Regions from separate parts of the Mus musculus genome. Here regions 1, 3 and 4 are each linked to region 2. Evidence: chromatin contacts called from public Hi-C, HiChIP or PLAC-seq and Micro-C data. All regions are on one chromosome and are shown on one strand. Each heading gives the region's core, a stretch centred on a gene start, on an enhancer-like site or on the middle of the called end of the contact. The rest is flanking DNA. Distances are from core to core; before and after follow the strand shown.

Region 1 (2,700 bases), core at 60-2,559, 120 kb after region 2:
TGTGGAGGGAGTGGGGATTGTTATTGCTGTTGTATTTATTTATTTGTTTGTTTGTTTATTTGTTTATTTTAGACACTATCTTGCTTTTCAGGTCTGGAACTCACTCTGTAGCCCAGGTTGGTCTGAAACTCACAGAGATCCGCCTGCCTCTGCCTCCCAAGTGCTCGGATTAAAAGTGTGCGCCACCACACCTGGCCCTTTTAAATCTTGTACCCTGGGCACACCTGGTGTACCTCCCGAAATATACTTTCACTTAAAGTCATCCGTTCCCAGCATCTACCTAAGAGGAAGGAAAGCATGCCTGCTTAAAGAGAAGCTCAAAAATGGCCTAGAGTTGGGCGTGGCGGCCACGCCTTTAGTCCCAGCACACAGGAGGCAGAGTCAGGCAGATCCATGTGAGTTGGAGGCCAGCCTGGTCTAGTCAGTAAATCTCAGGACAGCCAGAACTGTTACACAGAGACCCTGTCTTAAAAACCAAAGATCAAAAAATAAATAAATAAATAAAAAGAAAGGAAGCAAGCAAAGGAAGGAAGGAAGGAAGGAAGGAAGGAAGGAAGCAAAGGAAAGATGCAACAGCTTCATTCACAATGACCAGAAAGCAGGAGCATCCAAGTGAGCATTGCCTGCTGAATGGAGAAACACCATTGGTTCATTCAAACAGTGGTGATACCAGTCACACAGGAATGAAGCAACGCCTCCTGTACAGGTCCGTCAAGTCCCCAGGATATACCACTCCATGGGAGGAACCATGCGTGGAGGCCACTGTCCCTGAATATCAGAGCAGGCCAGTCTAAGGAAACAACATTGGTGGTTGCCAGGGGCCCGGGCAGGAACAGGGATTAGCTGTAGCCAGTAAAGTCACTTAACAGAACCGAGGGCTGAGGAGACCGCTCCGTGAGTCAGACAATTGCCGCACAAGTATGCGGCCCTGAGTTCGGATCCCCAACATTTACAGAACCGGGCCTGGCTGCCAGAGCAGCAGGCTGAAGGTCTAGCTGCAGACCCTGTGCAAAACAATGTGGAAAAGCCATCAAGGAAGACGACACCCTCGGCATCAGCCTCTGGCTACTACATGCTGAGCTCGTGTGCGTGCATGCACGCTTGCTTACACACACACACACACACACACACACACACACACACACACACACACACGACAAGCGAGTGATTCTCCAAAACAAATTCAGGCAGAAGGGCAGGTAGGCTCTGAAGCGTTTACCTAGGCCGTGGCTGGCAGCCTGAGAACACCCTTCCCTCCGTGTCAAGTCTGTACTCAAAGAAGAAAAACTTAAACAAATAAATAAACAAAAAAAGCAGCTGAGCAGGGCAGCCGCACCCAGCATCCTGGCCGCGGCGGGAACATTCCGTCTCGGAACCCCGGTGGGTCTCTGTTTGTGCAGGCAGAGCTGTCTGACGCCATTGCCCGCAGCTGGCATCTCTGCCCTGGAGCCTCAGCGCCATGGCCCAACCCTCCCTCTGTGGGCTGGGCCTTTCAGGACTACATCTGTGAGCACTGTGCTGGTAAGCTGACAGAGGGTCAGTACCGGGCTCGGCTACACCCTTCGCTATAGTAGAGATGTCATTGTCCCCAACCCCGCAGAGTAGCAAAGACCTGAGAGAAGCCCCGACAGCATCCTGTCCACAAGGAAGATTCCTCATCTTGACTGCAGCCTGCTCTCCCTTCAATAGAGAGAGACAAGATCCCTACCTCGTGCCATGGGGCCCAGAGGAGACAAGATTAATGGATGGGTAATATGTTGGGCAACGTGCAGTGGGGCTGTTTGGCACGTCCCTTTATCTTTCTGTCGCTTGGGTGACGCCTTATACAGAACTAAGGGACACACAGCTGCCTGGGCTGGTGATTGCCTTGATTTTCACTAAATCCTTTCTACCGTGATCACTGCCGGCGAGCAGCTCTTCTGAACTCTTCCAGCATCTGGAACAGCCTGGACCGGCAGAAACACCCACAGATGTAATTAGCCCAGGAAGCTGAGCTGCGTCACCTCACACGGGTTCTGAAGCTCCGGTGTTTGCTGCCCCTTGCTCATTCCCACGCGTATTTTTAAGCCTTCCTGCCTGGCTGCCTGGCTTGAGGTATCCCTGGGGCTCAAGTGATGTGTGTTGACATTCTCCCGAAGTTACAGAAGTCCTTAATGATCCAAATTTAAAATATCATCTCCCCAGACAGATAGATTGGTGGTGATCTGCCTCTGGACTAGATTGGTTCAAATTAAATTTGACCTAAGGAGGCCTCCGGAGGGGTGCCTAGGTCAGACTTTGCAGCCTGGTGTGGCCAACTAAGCCTAGTGGCTCTATAACAAAAGCAGGCCTGGCTGCTGCTGGCCCAACCAATCACAGGCAGAGGTTGGACTCAAGCCAGCCTCAGATCTTGCTCAGGAGATCTGCACGGTCCCCATCACTGTGCCTCCATCCGGCTGGATTTCCAGGGCATGCTGCCTGACAGAACTGGGAACCTTTCTGAGGGATGCCTGGGCCAAGCGTCAGAGGAGCTGAGGACCCAGGCACACCTGCTCTCACTTTGTCTTCAGGAATTGATTTTTAACCTTCTTTCTTGGGGGGGGGGGGTTACATGTGTGTGGTTCGTGCACACACTTATGTGTTCCAGCCTATGTGTTTGAAGAGACCAGAGGAAGCCCTTGGGCATTCTACTCTGTCACTCTCTGCCTTGTTCCTTTGAGA
Region 2 (2,700 bases), core at 99-2,598:
TCAGACACTGTTTGTCACACACTGTCTGTCACCACCCTAGGCTCTTAGTGCCAGCTTCCTGTCCCCTAGGCTGACGGATCCTGAGCACAAGATCTTAACTCTCAAGGTGGGGCCCTTTAACTGCTTTCCTGTGGGCCTACGCCCCTTCAACCTGGCTGGTTTGGAGTCTCTGGAAACCTTCTTTTCCCGGATTCTTGGATTCCAGGGAGAGAAGCTGGTAAGGACCTCCCTTGGGGAGTAAGGGGGAAAATGACTCGGATCACAGAGCACTAAGAAGCCTTCACCAAGATGTAAAGAGCCCAGGTCACCTTCACAGGCGATGCCCAATCCCTCAGTCTGCTAAGCCAGCAGGGCAACTAGTGTCTGACCACAAGTCCATTGCAATCACAACTGCACCCCCCCACACACACATACCTTATTCTCAACCCAGGACTCAATGAGGGGTACAGAGGCCATGGGAACAGAAAGAGGGTGTTTTGGCTAAGGAGCATGAACGACCTTGTAGACACTAGCAGAAGGGATATGGGCAGCTCCACCAGGGGTAATTACTGCCACAAGTTGGAGCATTTTGCTGACAGGAGGGGGATGGGCTGGGTGACCATGGTGACAACCGCTTGCTCGCTTGCTTGCTCTCTCTCTCTCTCTCTCTCCCTCTCTCTCTGTGTGTGTGTGTGTGTGTGTGTGTGTGTGTGAGTGAGAGAGAGAGAGAGAGAGAGAGAGAGAGAGAGAGAGCAGGCTGCCGGCGCCTTCCCAGAAATTCTTTGTAAGGATAAACCACCCAGTCTTTGAAGTGATTCACAACTGCTCCTGCCCAGAGCAGGAGGCATCAGTAAAAATGAGAGGGCACACGGGAGGAGGGGTGGGGAGGATCGGGGTTGTGGAGGGACACATGTAGGTTTACACACCCCTACTACTGACTGCCCATCTCTTTCCACCCAGGAAGAGGCTAGGCTACGGCACAGCCTCTGTGACACACCAGGAAAGAGTAGACAGTGCCCCCTCTTTCTGACCCCTCTGTCTCCCAGTGCTCACACTGGGGGCTCTTTGAGGACGCTTTTATCTCTGTGAAATTGCAGGTTTGCAGGCGTGGTGAGGGCTCCTACCGAGGGCCTCAATTAGCAGGAGTTCTCCATGACCCGGTAGACACAGAGTGACAAGCCGGCTGCTCTGGGAGCCAAAGGGAGCCCAATGTGGGAGGGATAATCCACTTCCGCTCCGCCTCTGGGAGCTTGACCTCCGCGGTGTGCGCATCATGGAAACTGCCTTCAAAGCCCTGCACCGTGGGGAGAGGGGTGAGGGCTCAGCAGCATGTGGCTCTGTTGACCATGCTGTCTGTCTCTCTTGGGATGCTTGCCTGGGTTCCTGAGAGCCGTGATGTCATTGTGACTCTCTGCAGCTGCCAAGCACCCGCCGTGCAGGCCCCTCCTGGCCAGCTAGGCACTGACGCAAATCAAAAGCTTCCAGCTCAGGGCAGCTGCCACCCGCCACTCAGCTGGCAGCCTGCGGTCCACGGAGGGAGGGCGTGCAGGTTCCAGAGCAGGGCAGCATTTGAGACAATCAGCTGCTCTTTAAAGGGTGGCCAACGTGGCATATGGTGCTCTGAAGGTCAAGGACAGACAGCTGTCCTAGGAGCTATATGTCCTGCCTGCTAGCCCCCTACTGCCCCTTGCCCTCTTTCTAGTGCCACAGGGGTCTTTTAGCTTTGTCCACTGGGTACTTGGAAGGAAAGAAGGCCAGGTGGATACACAAACCCAGAAGGGAGTGAGGGTGGCCCATGGGCAGTAAGGAAGGAAGAGTGCACTCAGCAGAGCTTCAGTGGCCTGCCTTCCTTGGCCTCTGAGGTGCTGCCATCCCCATCAGAAGACTCTCCATTCATGTGCCTATAGCTGCGTGAGCATCTGCTGAAATCTAGGAGAAATGTGTTGAATGAGTTCACGAGGGTGGATGATTGTGAAGACATCAGGCACTCTCTAGGCACCACTGAATGGGGTCAGGGGTGGAAGCCCTGGTCACCCTAAGCAGAGCGACATGCGGCCTAGAAATTCTCCCAGCCTACCAGAGCACACCATTCTTCCTTAAACGGGAGGACTTTCATTCATACGTGTTCACACAGACACATATACACCCATGAGATCCACTCAAGAGGCACATGCGCCTGTATGGTACATGCGGACATCGCACATAGATGTTCACGGTTTCTATAGATATACACGCACATATAGGTTCACAGCGTGCACACCCACGCAGGCACATAATGAGCCTACTCTCACACACTGGTACATTCATATGCAAGCATTTGTTCGTGAGCGTGCACACTGCGTGTCAGGCCCAAAGTCGTCTCTTCATGGCGACCTGCACGAGCAGCGCATGCGCAGAAGCTCAAAAGCCACAGGGCAGATGGCTACAGTGGGATAGCTACTCTAGGTTGGGCCAGGTCCGGGTGGGCAGACCTAACAAGGCTAAGGATACTGACATGATCTTTAAGATGTCTTTTCTATGATGGGTCAGGTGGATACGCAAGCAGAGCAGGGTGAGGCTGCGTAGTGGACAAGCTTTGTGAGAGGAGGATGCGTTCCAGCCACAGAGAGAACAGTTAGCTGACAGCTGGAATGGAACCCTGTGCTGTACCGAGGAAACCCCGTGCCTGCGTGGTTCCTTGAGCCACACAACCAGAAGGGTGGAGAGATGCACCACTCGGGA
Region 3 (2,700 bases), core at 84-2,583, 83 kb after region 2:
ACCGAGGGCCTCTACGATAGTGTGCCCTGTGGGCACAGCTTCACACCGCACCCCTGGCTCACACAGAAACACAGGGAGCCAGAAGCAGGTGGAAGGAGGCTTCAAGGAGCTCCTTCTCGAAGGTGAGCAACCTGCTCTCTCAGGGGTGGGTTCCAGTGTCACCTCTGAGGGAGACTGGGACAGTGTGGCTTCTCTTGTGAGTCCCATGCAGAGTCACACACTACTAGGTGAATGAGGCAAGGCACAGACACTTGGAATGTGTTCGTTTGGGGAACGCTAGCAGTGGGTAGCCTCAGGGTCTAGCTGTCTGTCCTCTCTCTCTTTTTATCTGTAGTTCCTCAGATCTCTGGGCTGATGCCCTCTACTGCTCTCTACCCACACAGGACTGAAACAGATGCTGGCCTTCCTATGCCCTGTAGGGGAGGGGCCCCGAACAAGACATGCCACACTAAAGCCACCAAACCACAAACACTTTGAAGGAGTAATGGGAGAGAGAGAGAGAGAGACTCAGTTTGAAGTCATTGGTTAGTGTGAGGTTGGGGGCTGGGACACTGAGGAGCCAAGTCACCTATAGAATGAGCGTGGTACACTCAGTCACCATGAGTCTCCCAGCAAGTACCTTCACCAGTTCAAGAGGGTCCCCTGTTCCCAGCACCCTGTCTGTTGTAGAAGTCAGTGTTGGACAGGATGTGGCAGGCATCATCAACTCTGCAAGACTCCTTTTATGGGGAAGCCTTGGATCCTCGGTTCGAGAAAGCCCCGTGTAAGGCTAGGGACAACCAGGTGCTTCCTGGGGGTCTCCGAGGACGTCAGCCCACACCATGGTACTATGTTTGCTGCTAGCTTTGGTACCTGGACTGCAGCCTAGTTGGCTTACAAGGCCACTGTCTAATGGATAGTACACAGAGGAGCCTCTGTGCCTGTTTCCATGTTTGCATTTCTGTGTGCACCCATGAATCTGTGTACATACGGGTATGTTTGTACATACGCAGGACTGTTTGTGTGCTTTGTGTTTCTATGTCAGTGGCCGTGAACGTGTGTGTTGCCGTGTGTATATCTAGACTTGCAAAACACCCAACCCCACTCACGTATAGACACTTACGCATATAATGTACCAAATGAGGGTAAGAATGTTTCTTTTATTTAGCCTGGAGCCTCGAGAGAGCACCCAATTGCTGGGGTGACCCGTGGAGAGGTCAGGATGAATCAGACTAATTGGAAACGAACAGGAAAGGGTGAGATCATCATGTTGGATGTGACAAAGCAGCAGGGAGGGCGAGGGTCAGCACTGTGTACTAAACTCCACAGCAAAATAAGATCCAGGAAAGTGGCAGCAGCAGAGAGCCCCGCCCCCTGGACACAAGCGGAGGGAGAGCTCCAGGCAACTAGGCCAAAAGTCCCTCTTAGTGACCAGTCCGCATGGCAAAGCAGGACACTTTAGGTACTGTTTTGGCCAAGGGATGGTGACACACACACATCCATCAGAGAAGTTCTTTCTCCGCTTCCAGACTGCCCTATCCTTTGTGGCCCGCCTTCTCCTACCCCATCAGCCCTGGGCAGTTTATTAACTTGGACAGACCCAGAGCCACACAAAGGGGCACAGGTGTTGCTAATGAGGTAAAAGAAGATGGTTTTATTTGCTCTGTGCCCATATGTCCCTGCTTGATGGCAGTCTGCACTCAGCCAGTCTAAGACCCCAAGAACAATGGCCAGCCAGCAGGACTAGGAGCTGGTCATGTCTGCCTGCCATCACTGTAGGGCTGTAAAACAGAGCTCTACCAATTCCTCCCTGGGGCCCCGGAGTGCAGACGCTGTGGCACATAGCAGTCAGCTGTTCTCGAAGCTTCTCTGTCCGTCTATCTCCACATGCCTGTCGGGGATCGACTAGATCCCTGGGATGGACTCCAAAACCATCTTCCTTTACCCCGTGTCCATCTGTCCGTCTGTCTCCACATGCCTGTCGGGGATCGACTGGATCCCTGGGATGGATTCCAAAACCATCTTCCTTTACCCCGTGTCCAGGCTCAGACCTGCCCTTTGGGGGCCCTGCACTAAGCCAAGTTCTGTGTGGACAGCACAGGCAAAGCTCAGGGCAAGGTGAGGGTTACAGGGCCACATGGGTCTCCTGGTGTCTGGCCTGTTTTGACCCCAAAGTCAGAGCCATACTGGGACGAGCACTGGCCTCTCCTCTGCCTCGTTGGCTCATCCAGACAGCAGAAGTTTACCAAGAAGGGATGACCCAGAGACCAGATGGGTGGTGTGGGCAAGGGAGGCAGAAACGAAGCTCCAGTCAGCCCCTTTGTCCACGCAAGGCCCTTTTCAAGGACTTAGCACTACCACTCTCAAATACTGTCTGTCTCTTCCTTTCCCAGGGCTGAGCCCATTGATCCCATCTGAAGCTGGAAATGATGTCAGCTAGAATTAATGGCTGCTTTATCTGTGCTAGAGCTACGGAATGTGCTAGAATTCAGATTGGTGATGAAGCCATCCCCGGTTGCTGAAAGTAATTCTCTGCCTCCAGAGAGGCCTTGAGAGGAAGCCCAGTGTTGGGTATCCCCTTATCTCTAGTCATAGCACTATCTGTCTGTCTTTCGGCCCAGCCAGGCAGAGCATGCTGGGAAAATCCCATCGGCAGCTGCATCTCCTCCAGTGTGACCACTGGGGTTTCCTGGGGGAACCCACCTGAGGAAGTCTGGCTCA
Region 4 (2,700 bases), core at 196-2,695, 100 kb after region 2:
GTGTGTGTGTGTGTGTGTGCGCGCGCGCGCGCACCCATATGTGTGCACGGATGTATATGTGCACCTAAGACACATCCTTACTCACATTTGAAACACTCCTAACAACACACTCAGTTGGCACATGTGCATTGCACACATTTGTGAGCTCACTAACACAACACAGCCTAGATAGAGGAACTGAGAGCCTGGAGGAGCTGAGGGCTGGAGCCTTGCTCCCTTTCCTTGCCTATCTAAACAGCTTTCTGAGGCAGTCTCCTTTGTCTCCTTGCAGTCTCAGGAGTCACAGTGGCCCAGCCTTGGGCTCTCAGATGGAGTCAAGGAAGCCAAAGAGAAAACAAGACTGGCTGTATACACTCCCGCTCTAGAGAATAAAACTCCAGAGAAGCAGAGATGCTGACACACCCCGAATGTCTTTAGGATTCCGCACACTGTCATTTGAAAAGAGCCAGGCAGGCTGTACACTATGAGATTGTAACCACAGGCCATCTGGAAAAGGCAGATCAGGCAGACAGTAAACTGTCAGTGGTTGTCTGGGATGCAGGGCAGGGGTGGGTGGTGAGGAGACATGAGTGGAGAGAGGAAGAAAGCTGAGCCAGGAGGAGCGGGGACTCTGCAGACACTGTCACCTGGGACACTCACAGCTCTACATTTCTCTAAATGCCTAGAATATCCAACTCATCCATGTGCCTGTGTCCCCTTCCAATACAAGACAGCATCATAGGGAGTCCCCATGGGGAGGGAGCTGGAGGGGTCATGTGAGTCTTTTTTGTACTTTTGTCAATTTTTCTGTAAAACTAAAACTGCTCTAAGAAAATATAGTCTTTCATTTTCCAATGAAACAAAAAGAAAATAGGAAGAGTGGGGGGGGAGGGGGGGGAGAAGGAGAGGGAGAAGGAGAGTGAGGAGGAGAGAGAAGAGGAGAGGAAGGAAGAGAAGAAAGAGGAGGAGGAGAAGGAGGAGGAGGAAGGAAGAGGAGATGGAGGAGGGAGGAGGAGAGGGAGGAAGAGAGGGAGGAGGGGGAAGAGAGAGGAGGAGAGGGAAGAGGAGAGGAAGGAAGAGAAGAAAGAGGAGGAGGAGAAGGAGGAGGAGAAAGGAAGAGGAGATGGAGGAGGGAGGAGGAGAGGGAGGAGGAGGGGGGGTTAGAAGAGGAGACTCAACATCAGGCCAAGGACAAGGACTTTTTCCCCTTTAAACAGCTCTGTGGGGTGTGGGCAGCTTTCGGAGTCCTGTCCTGTGTGCCCTGCAGATGTGGGACGCTTTCTCTCATCAGAGTCTGGATTAACAACAGCGCTCTGGGCTCTCAGGACGACCCTGAAACCTGACCATCTCTTGGCCTTATCCGGAGGCACCCCTGGGGCCTCCTCGCCTCCCTGACTCCAGGCTGTGCCTGGGGCAGCCTGCCAGCTGGGGCCTGTCTCCAGCTGCCTTGACAGATCACCACTTAGCCTGGAGGTGCCAGAACATGATTCACTAGCGCGCTGATGACTAAGGCTCCCCGGCCAGCCCTCCCATCATGCTGTGGCGCTGGCATTCTTAGTGGATGCCACCACAGGGGACTGCCAGCTGGCTAAGGCCAGGAGATCTATGGTTGAGGTGAGGCATCCACTACATCTGCCCACCAGAGCTCCTGCCCTAGGTGGCAAAGGCTGTGACCTGTCCATGGTGGTGACACTATGTCCTGCAGACATGTCGGGAGTCAGAGGTGCCTACAGCGTGAGTGAACAGTGATGAGCTGCTCCCCTTGATAACTGGGGTAACGGCCTCCATTGCACGCTCAAGCCTCGTCTTTCTTAGTAACTCATTTTTCTAGACAGACAGACAGACAGAAACACAAACACAACATGCACACATCCCTAAATCCATTTCTCTCATAATTCATTTCACTGGCTTCTCTCAGACAGCATTGAAAAGAATGGACTTTATAGGAAACAAGCAGTCAGGTCCCCCATGAGCCAAGTCAGTGGGGAGCTGGTGCTTTTCTAAGTATCGAGAGGAAGAAACTCAGGGGCATCTCAGGACATCGGCCACACTTCCTCCTGGACCACTGGAGGGAAGGATGCCACAGGCATGCTCCTCCCCAGCAAGGTTTATGGTCCTCTTGGACTCAGTGAAATGAACCTGCTTGTTGTCCCTTGTAGACAGGCCTGGCCTGTTGCTGGTGAAGGGCCAGCTGAGAACCCACCGAGGCCCTGCCCTCAGGTTATGCTTTGATGTCCTCCCAACCAGCCATTTGAAAATTTCTTAGTGACAGGGGACACAGGAGTGGCATGTAACCCTAGAAGCCACCCTACCCCCACCCTGGTAAAAACTAGCCTCTGTGACTTCTTCTGTTGCTCTCCAGCAGCAGGGACACCTCTTGCAGTAGGCAGAACGGAATCCTATGTCGGCCATTAAAATACAAAGAAACAAAACCTAAGTTTCAGTTAAGACTAGGCACTTGATATGCCAGGGTTGATCAATATCCAAGGGAGGCCTACCCTTTTCCAGAGAGGGAGGAGGAGTGCATTGTTGGGAGCAGGAGAGAGACTGGGGGGGGGGGACTGGGCGGAGGGGGGAAACTAGAGACAGAATGTAAAAAAACAAAAAAGAAAGAAAGAAAGGAAGGAAGGAAGGAAGGAAGGAAGGAAGAAAGAAAGAAAGAAAGAAAGAAAGAAAGAAAGAAAGAAAGAAAGAAAGAAAGAAAGAAAAGGAAGGAAGAGA

The links. Hi-C and Micro-C count contacts between places; a contact is called where the count stands out from the background. HiChIP or PLAC-seq counts read pairs in DNA pulled down with a chosen protein or histone mark.
Region 1: a Hi-C map of muscle stem cells shows a contact between it and region 2, with 2.9 times the contacts expected there. The contact joins the promoter of 2310015A16Rik here to the enhancer-like site in region 2. A contact is called at or near these places in 9 of 484 Hi-C or Micro-C datasets (the C2C12 cell line, the HL-1 cell line, the N1E-115 cell line and 5 more), 2 of 115 datasets of contacts at active chromatin or transcription factors (the HPC-7 cell line and embryonic stem cells) and 1 of 9 other capture datasets (embryonic stem cells).
Region 3: a contact with region 2 is called in an HNF4G HiChIP or PLAC-seq map of pancreatic cancer cells. The contact joins two enhancer-like sites. A contact is called at or near these places in 1 of 484 Hi-C or Micro-C datasets (natural killer cells) and 3 of 115 datasets of contacts at active chromatin or transcription factors (the SCID.adh cell line, embryonic stem cells and pancreatic cancer cells).
Region 4: a Micro-C map of muscle stem cells shows a contact between it and region 2, with 2.8 times the contacts expected there. The contact joins two enhancer-like sites. A contact is called at or near these places in 5 of 484 Hi-C or Micro-C datasets (the C2C12 cell line, the HL-1 cell line, liver and 2 more) and 3 of 115 datasets of contacts at active chromatin or transcription factors (the HPC-7 cell line, embryonic stem cells and pancreatic cancer cells).

What each region holds. Positions count from the first base shown.
Region 1 is chr17:31,911,135-31,913,834 of GRCm38.p6, forward strand. It overlaps 2310015A16Rik (a long non-coding RNA gene), which reads right to left and starts at 1,310. Exons shown (of 3, transcript XR_876746.3): 1 at 1,220-1,310. Gm30571 (a long non-coding RNA gene) reads left to right here and starts at 1,331. Exons shown (of 2, transcript XR_385538.3): 1 at 1,331-1,521; 2 at 1,601-2,669.
Region 2 is chr17:31,789,488-31,792,187 of GRCm38.p6, forward strand. No RefSeq gene overlaps it. Among named protein-coding and RNA genes, the nearest start is that of Gm41563, 35 kb to the right of the region's middle. Within about 2 kb of position 1,349, at least 185 of the 459 cell types and tissues checked have an H3K27ac peak or open chromatin away from gene starts, as enhancers often do. A contact at or near this core is called in the C2C12 cell line, the HL-1 cell line, the HPC-7 cell line and 6 more, where this site is marked.
Region 3 is chr17:31,872,883-31,875,582 of GRCm38.p6, forward strand. No RefSeq gene overlaps it. Among named protein-coding and RNA genes, the nearest start is that of Gm30509, 3.1 kb to the left of the region's middle. Within about 2 kb of position 1,334, at least 67 of the 459 cell types and tissues checked have an H3K27ac peak or open chromatin away from gene starts, as enhancers often do. A contact at or near this core is called in pancreatic cancer cells, where this site is marked.
Region 4 is chr17:31,891,551-31,894,250 of GRCm38.p6, forward strand. No RefSeq gene overlaps it. Among named protein-coding and RNA genes, the nearest start is that of Gm41566, 5.0 kb to the right of the region's middle. Within about 2 kb of position 1,446, at least 82 of the 459 cell types and tissues checked have an H3K27ac peak or open chromatin away from gene starts, as enhancers often do. A contact at or near this core is called in the C2C12 cell line, the HL-1 cell line, muscle stem cells and 1 more, where this site is marked.